Linked DNA regions of Zea mays: region 1 is linked to region 2. A link is a contact called in public Hi-C data. All regions are on one chromosome and are shown on one strand. Each heading gives the region's core, a stretch centred on a gene start, on an enhancer-like site or on the middle of the called end of the contact. The rest is flanking DNA. Distances are from core to core; before and after follow the strand shown.

Evidence for each region. A called contact is a pair of places that touch in the nucleus more often than the background predicts.
Region 1: a contact with region 2 is called in a Hi-C map of bundle sheath, with 2.5 times the contacts expected there. The contact joins the promoter of LOC111347718 here to the promoter of LOC100280904 in region 2. A contact is called at or near these places in 2 of 25 Hi-C or Micro-C datasets (bundle sheath and endosperm).

What each region holds. Positions count from the first base shown.
Region 1 is chr3:189,590,955-189,593,964 of Zm-B73-REFERENCE-NAM-5.0, reverse strand. LOC111347718 reads right to left here and starts at 1,713. Exons shown (of 1, transcript NM_001357585.1): 1 at 396-1,713. The coding sequence starts at 1,288. The coding sequence ends at 713.
Region 2 is chr3:189,204,048-189,207,139 of Zm-B73-REFERENCE-NAM-5.0, reverse strand. LOC100280904 reads right to left here and starts at 1,401. Exons shown (of 2, transcript NM_001153824.2): 1 at 182-1,401; 2 at 1-8. The coding sequence starts at 1,341.

The DNA.
Region 1 (3,010 bases), core at 464-2,963, 390 kb before region 2:
TTTTCATTTTATTAAGGGGATGTTTGGTTTGAGGAATCACTTCATCCAAAATGTGGTGGTGCATCATGGGTCCATTCCTCAAATTTGGTGGGATGACCTTATGCCTCATATTAGTATTAACTAAATAACTATAAGGAATGAGGTGATATTGATCAACTCAATCCATTCCACAAACCAAACAAAAAAGTGAGGAGTGAGAAGACGATGGACTAGATCATTCCTCAAACCAAACAACTTGTAAATGACCAAATGATATTGTAGGGTGGGCGTTATGTTCATTTAGGTGAAGCCTCTCAAAACGATGGTAGAGTAGCAAAACTTAAAATGGTAGAATAATTCTAAATTTGTCAGTGCAAAATAGACGTCCACCGTACATCTTAGAATACTAGTCCATGTGTGCTCTGCTCAGTGCTCTAAAATTGTGTCAAATCGAACATGTACAAACAAAACTGTATTATTGCAAGCCTATAGCGGCATACCTCATCATCCACTCCTAGTATACACAAACAGGATCAGCTGCGACGACCATGCACAAGTACAGACCGAAGGGATAATATCCTGAAGGCCATGCTGTGTCTTGACTGAGAGATGGGCCGCCGCGACTCGTCGGCTTCTCATCACAGCAAAATATCTCACTACCACGGAACGAAGCTAGTCTCGCATACCGTGTGGCTCCACCACCAGTGGGCACGCGGGCCCCCACACGTCCACGTCATCCAATGACAATTGCGATGGCAGCAGCCTCGCTTCCCTGCCGCCGGTTGCCCCCGGCGGCGGGAGCAGAGGCGGCGGCCTTTGCGCCGTCGAGCACGGAGCCCCGGCACGTGGGGCAGGAGTCGTGCGACAGGAGCCAGGTGTCGACGCAGCGGACGTGGAAGCCGTGGGCGCAGCGCGGCAGCACGCGCACCTTCTCGCCGTCCGCGAACTCGCCGAGGCAGATGGCGCAGACGTCGGCGGCGACAGCCGCCGCCCCGTCGGCGCCGCACGCGCCGTACACCTCGACGGGGATGCTCCGGAGCGCGCGCTTCTTTAGCCCGCCGGCGCCGCCGTCCTCCCCGGCCGGCGCGCGGCGTGCCCAGCGGATGAGGCAGCGCGCGAGCGAGTTGAGGCCCATCGCGAAGAGGAGCGCGAACAGCAGCGCGGCGAGGATGATGACCATGTTGGTGTCGAAGCTGCCGTCGCTGCCACCGGAGCTGCTTCTCAGCGCGCGCTGCCCCTCGCCCTCGGCGGCGCTCCCCGGCGCCGGCGACCCCATATACCAGCTCATCGACCTGGCGTGCACGCCCATGGGCACGACGATACCCCGGCACACCGCTCCCCCCTCCTCCTTCCCTTCTTCCTATTAACCAGTGACCGCGGTGCAATTACGCGCCGGCGGCACAGGTGATGCTGGATGGCAAAAAGGGAAGAGGACGCTGCAGCTGCGGCCACTGCGAAACAGAGTCCAGAGAGCGCTTTAGCACTCACGCCGCATCTAAATTGGTTTGGAAAAGTTTGAGGCTTGTGATGAGTGTGATTCGGGCTATTGATGGACGATCTGGCGCAGGAGCCGTATCGGGTCGATTTCTGGTAGGGTCATCACTCATCAGCCGTGAAGTGGAAAGCTCCCCTCCCCCTGCGCAAGCGTCCGGAGATGGAGATTTTATAGCGGGGAGGCAAGATCTCGGGGAGCTCAGACTCAGGCGCAGCGCCGCTCGGCGGCGGTTGGAGCGGAGGGTCGGTTCCGGGTCACTTTATGGTGGGCCTTGCAAAAGTTCGCGCCTCACATGATAAATATCTGTGCCCGTCTCGTAGGCTTGTTGCGCATGCACCTATTTGGTGCTTGTCCGTGCAAATCACGCGGCAACGGGCGTGCGCTGATGCAAAACCTGCGCGTGCTTTTCGTTTCCTTTTATTACTGCCGGCCTGGCCGCTGGCCGGGCTCCACGCCATCGGCCTCTCTGCTCAGTTGTCCTGAGGGCTGGACTGACCAGCTGAGGCAGAGGCCAAACCGCCAAAGGCATAGTCGCATGGAACAATGGCTTCCCAAGTTCTGCATGGATGGAAGCAATCGGGTTTGGCCGTGTGGATGAACCTGGATCGGATGATCCAATCCAGCTTCTGAGTTGTGGTACCTCCTCAAACGCTTTGAAAGTCTTAATATCATCTCCGCCAGATTAGAAAAATAATCTATTCCTATAAAAACTGTCATAGAGGTAAAAAATCTGCTTTGATATGTTCCTTCCGTCCTAAAATAAAATTCGTGTTGGTTTTTTAGAGAATTCATACAATACAATGTATGTGATTTATATATGTATTTATATTCATCATCATTTAGGTGAATATAGACACAAAAATCAAGAGCTAGAACACATACTATTTTGGAACGAAGGAAGTATCTTTTTTCTGTATTTTCTAGGACCCTCGAAATCTCTACACAATCCCTTGGATAGTGATGAGCAAGTAGCCTTTTTCTCGATCGTTGTTCCTCCCCCTTCTCTCACAGGCACTTAGCCCCCACTGGACCAAGCCATCACCGACAATCGTCGAATAGAAACTCATGCCCTTCGATCTATGATTGAGCGACGTTGATAGGTTCCCGATGGTGCTCCTGGTCCTAGGTACCTCCTCCTCCATTGCTTGTATTTCATCAACGGGGCATGCAAGAAGCGACTAGCGAAAGCCAGAGGTTATTTTGGTTTGCTGCCTAAGGCGCCACAACATGTCTAACTTTTCTGCATAAACTTAGTTCTTCAATTCGAGCGACTAAGGTTAGGCAGATTGTATCGCCTTAGGTAGGAAACTAAACAGGCCTAGTCTTCACATGGTCATGCGACAGACTGTAGGTCGGGCAGTGACTTGTTCTGCTATGCAGCATAGTCGGCATTGGCGCTACTCATCTCCTCGATCGACATGTCAACAAAGGGGCATAGAGGGCAAGGGGAGGTGACACTTCTCCTAAACTCTTCCAACCTGTTGACAAACCACAAACCTAGTGAGAGAGGAGGAAGAGAAGTTCCAATAACATATG
Region 2 (3,092 bases), core at 152-2,651:
AGCCGCTCCTGCTTGTCGTGCAAAAAGAAAGAGGAGAGTAGTTAGACTTTTGTGTTCTGTGTAGCGACAAGTTCGTTAGCATGTCAATTAAAAAAGACCGCGCGCATCGGTGGTCGATCTAGAAACTTGAAACTGAATCTACTACCGATCGAGTCTTCATATAAATTAGCTTTGTGCTTACTTCGCGGAGTAGTAGTCCAAGAAGGACGGGAGCAGGCGGCCGAAGAATCCAAACGAAGACGACAGCGAGACGAGCGTGGAAGTCTGGCCGAGCCGCCGCGACTCGGCTATCTGTCCCAGGTTGTTCAAGAACACCAGGCCCAGGGTGCCACTGAACATGTAGCTGAAGAAGTAGAGCCAGAAGTCGAGCTTCCTCAGCAGCCGGAGGCCGTCGACCTCCTCCTGCGGTTTCTCCGTGACGCCGCCGTCTCCGTCCTTGCTCTCGGCGGTGGCGGCCACGTCGACGACGACGCCATCGTCGTCGGTGCCGAGGTCGTAGATCCTGTTCTCCCGCTTGGTCTCCCGTATCCTGTCCAGGCTCTCCCGGACCCTGAGCGCCAGCGGGATGAGCACGGGGGTGGCCAGCAGCACGGCGAGGCTGACCACGTGCTCCCTCGACGACAGCCCGCCGCCGGACGTGGAGGAGCCGATGCTGCCAACCACGGCGCAGGCCCCCGTGGCGAGCGTGATGGCGAACATGACGAGGAATGCCGCGTCCGTGCTGGCCCCCGCCTGGCCCTCGCCCGTGACCGTGAGGTCCACCGCCCTGAGCGACGGCGCCACCGCGACGGTGACGAGCATGGGCACGACGGCATTGAGGAGGAGGTAGGTCTTGGCCTTGGAGGTGGCCTGGTGGCCGGGTATGGAGTCCGCCAGGCTGGTGTAGACCTTGGCGCTGAGGCCGAGGTAGCTGGCGGCGAGGCTCACGGCGACGCGGCTGCGGCTGCTGCCGAAGTTGCGGATGCAGAGGAGGTAGCAGACGGTGTTGATCCAGCAGATGCCGTTCCCGGCCAGGGAGGTGAGCAGGAACAGGTGCCAGTAGCGGAGGGCGGCGCTGTCGAGGAAGAGGTACTGGACCCCGTAGCCGACGAGGCCGAAGGATGCGCCGACCAAGGCCACGAGCCACAGCGGCAGGTGCAGCGCCGCCACCCCGGAGAACCAGCCGAAGAGCTTGCCCGCGTCGGACGCGAAGGCCAGGAAGTTGAGCTGCACCTGCGTGATGTGCTTCAGGTCCTTGAGCTGCGACGAGTAGACGGGGAAGTCCGCGTTGGGCCCGTTGATGGTCTGCAGCCAGATGCTCCCGACGAGGCTCAGCCAGTGGGCCGAGGAAGGGGAAGGCATGGTGAGGGAGGGAGGGAGAGGAGTCGTGTCCCTCTCCGTGGTGCTTGCTGCTGCCACTTCACTTGAGATCGAGCTGTTCGTATTATATTTATGCAGAGCTAGCTCCGGCGGTTAAGGCGAACCGGCACCATTCATCAATGCCCGACAACGATGGGTGTGGCCGCAAGCCAGATATGTGGCTTGCTGTTAGGCTGTTAGCCGAGCAGGCAAGCAGCCTTCTCCCTCCTAAGCGCTATGCGTATCAGGCCAACAGAGGAAGGCGGCCGGCGGATCCAAATCCAAGCCGAGACGTAACTTTCGGCACTGTCACTGCGTGACATGTGTTGACGCAGAAGCCGACGGCCATCCATTGATCCATTCTCCTGTATCTATTTCCTGGCCGGTTACGGTTACGGTTACGCTGCAGCCACGACGGACGGGTCAGATCGCAGGCAGAGTTTACTGGCTTGTTGTGTATCTGCCGATGGTTTTAGGCGTCCAAGACAAGCTGCTATGCCAAGAAGTTGTACGGCATTCACGCTCGCGGGGGGCTTCTTCTTGGCCTAACTCACTCAGGTGCTCGGATCCAGAATAGGAGTCAGCCTGAACCAAAACCATGTATGTACATGTCCAAGCCTGAATCGAATGCAACGAACCTGCTGCAGTACCTGGTTCTCCACTCCAGGGTCTGAATCCATGGTTCGCTATACGTACGTTCCGGCCGTCGCGCTCGCGCTGGCCAGGACTCTTTGTTCGCGGCATGTCGCCTCAGCCTTGCTTGAGGCAGTGAATGGGACTGGTGACATCAGGCGAAAGCGTAACAATTGGCGCCATGGGTGACCCGCCCTCTCGCCGGCCGGGGTGCTCGCCCCACGTCTGGCTATCCCTCACCGATGCCGGTAACCATCATCAGCTCGCCTCGGCGCCATGATCGCAAACGCTGCGCAGAAACAGGCACGGATTCGTGTCCACGTTTCTAGCCATGGCATGGCATGCCTGCCTGCGACAGGTCACAGGTGCCCAGGTTCCCTGGCACTCTCGCATTCAGACCGGATTCAACGTGAAGCTCAATGAAAACATTTTGAGATGATTAGGTAACGGTGACATCGTATTCATACGGCGCCGGCCGGGCTGATATCTTGGACTGCTGTACGGAGTGCAGCCTTACCATACCTGACACCCAATAATTCTCTGAATTCTCGTTCGGTAAGTGGCGACAATTGGCAATCGTGTGTTGTGATAGTCTCGCAAATGGAAACGTATACTCATGGCCAACCACGCTTTCCGAGATTCCTGAAACCGAGGGCTGGAGTCCGGATCGATCACCTTCAGGCTCCGGGACGGGACTGATCGAAGTCGACGAAGGAGGATCACTCTGACCTAACGCTGAGCTCATCTTGGATCCATGTTACGATCCTCAAAAGCAGCAGCGTTTTGTGCTCATCAGTGTCATTTGAAGAACCGGTTGGCAGTAGTCATGTCGGTTGAATCTCCGGCAGGATCCATCATGTGGCGATCCTCAACTCAAAGGTTGCACTGACGTAGCCTTCTGCTGGTCACATGGTTACACACACACACCACGTTCAGAATCCAGAGTTTCGGCCAGTGGAGAGCCAAATGCCGTGATGCTCTAAAAGCTGAAGTGTGCGCATCGCTGGTTCGAACGCGACGGTGTTCGAGGGGGTTCAGCCCTTCACTGTCCTCCGCCACTGCGAATTCAACTCACACAGTGCCATCGTGCTTGGCAAGAGTTTAATCCTGTGGCAGGAATA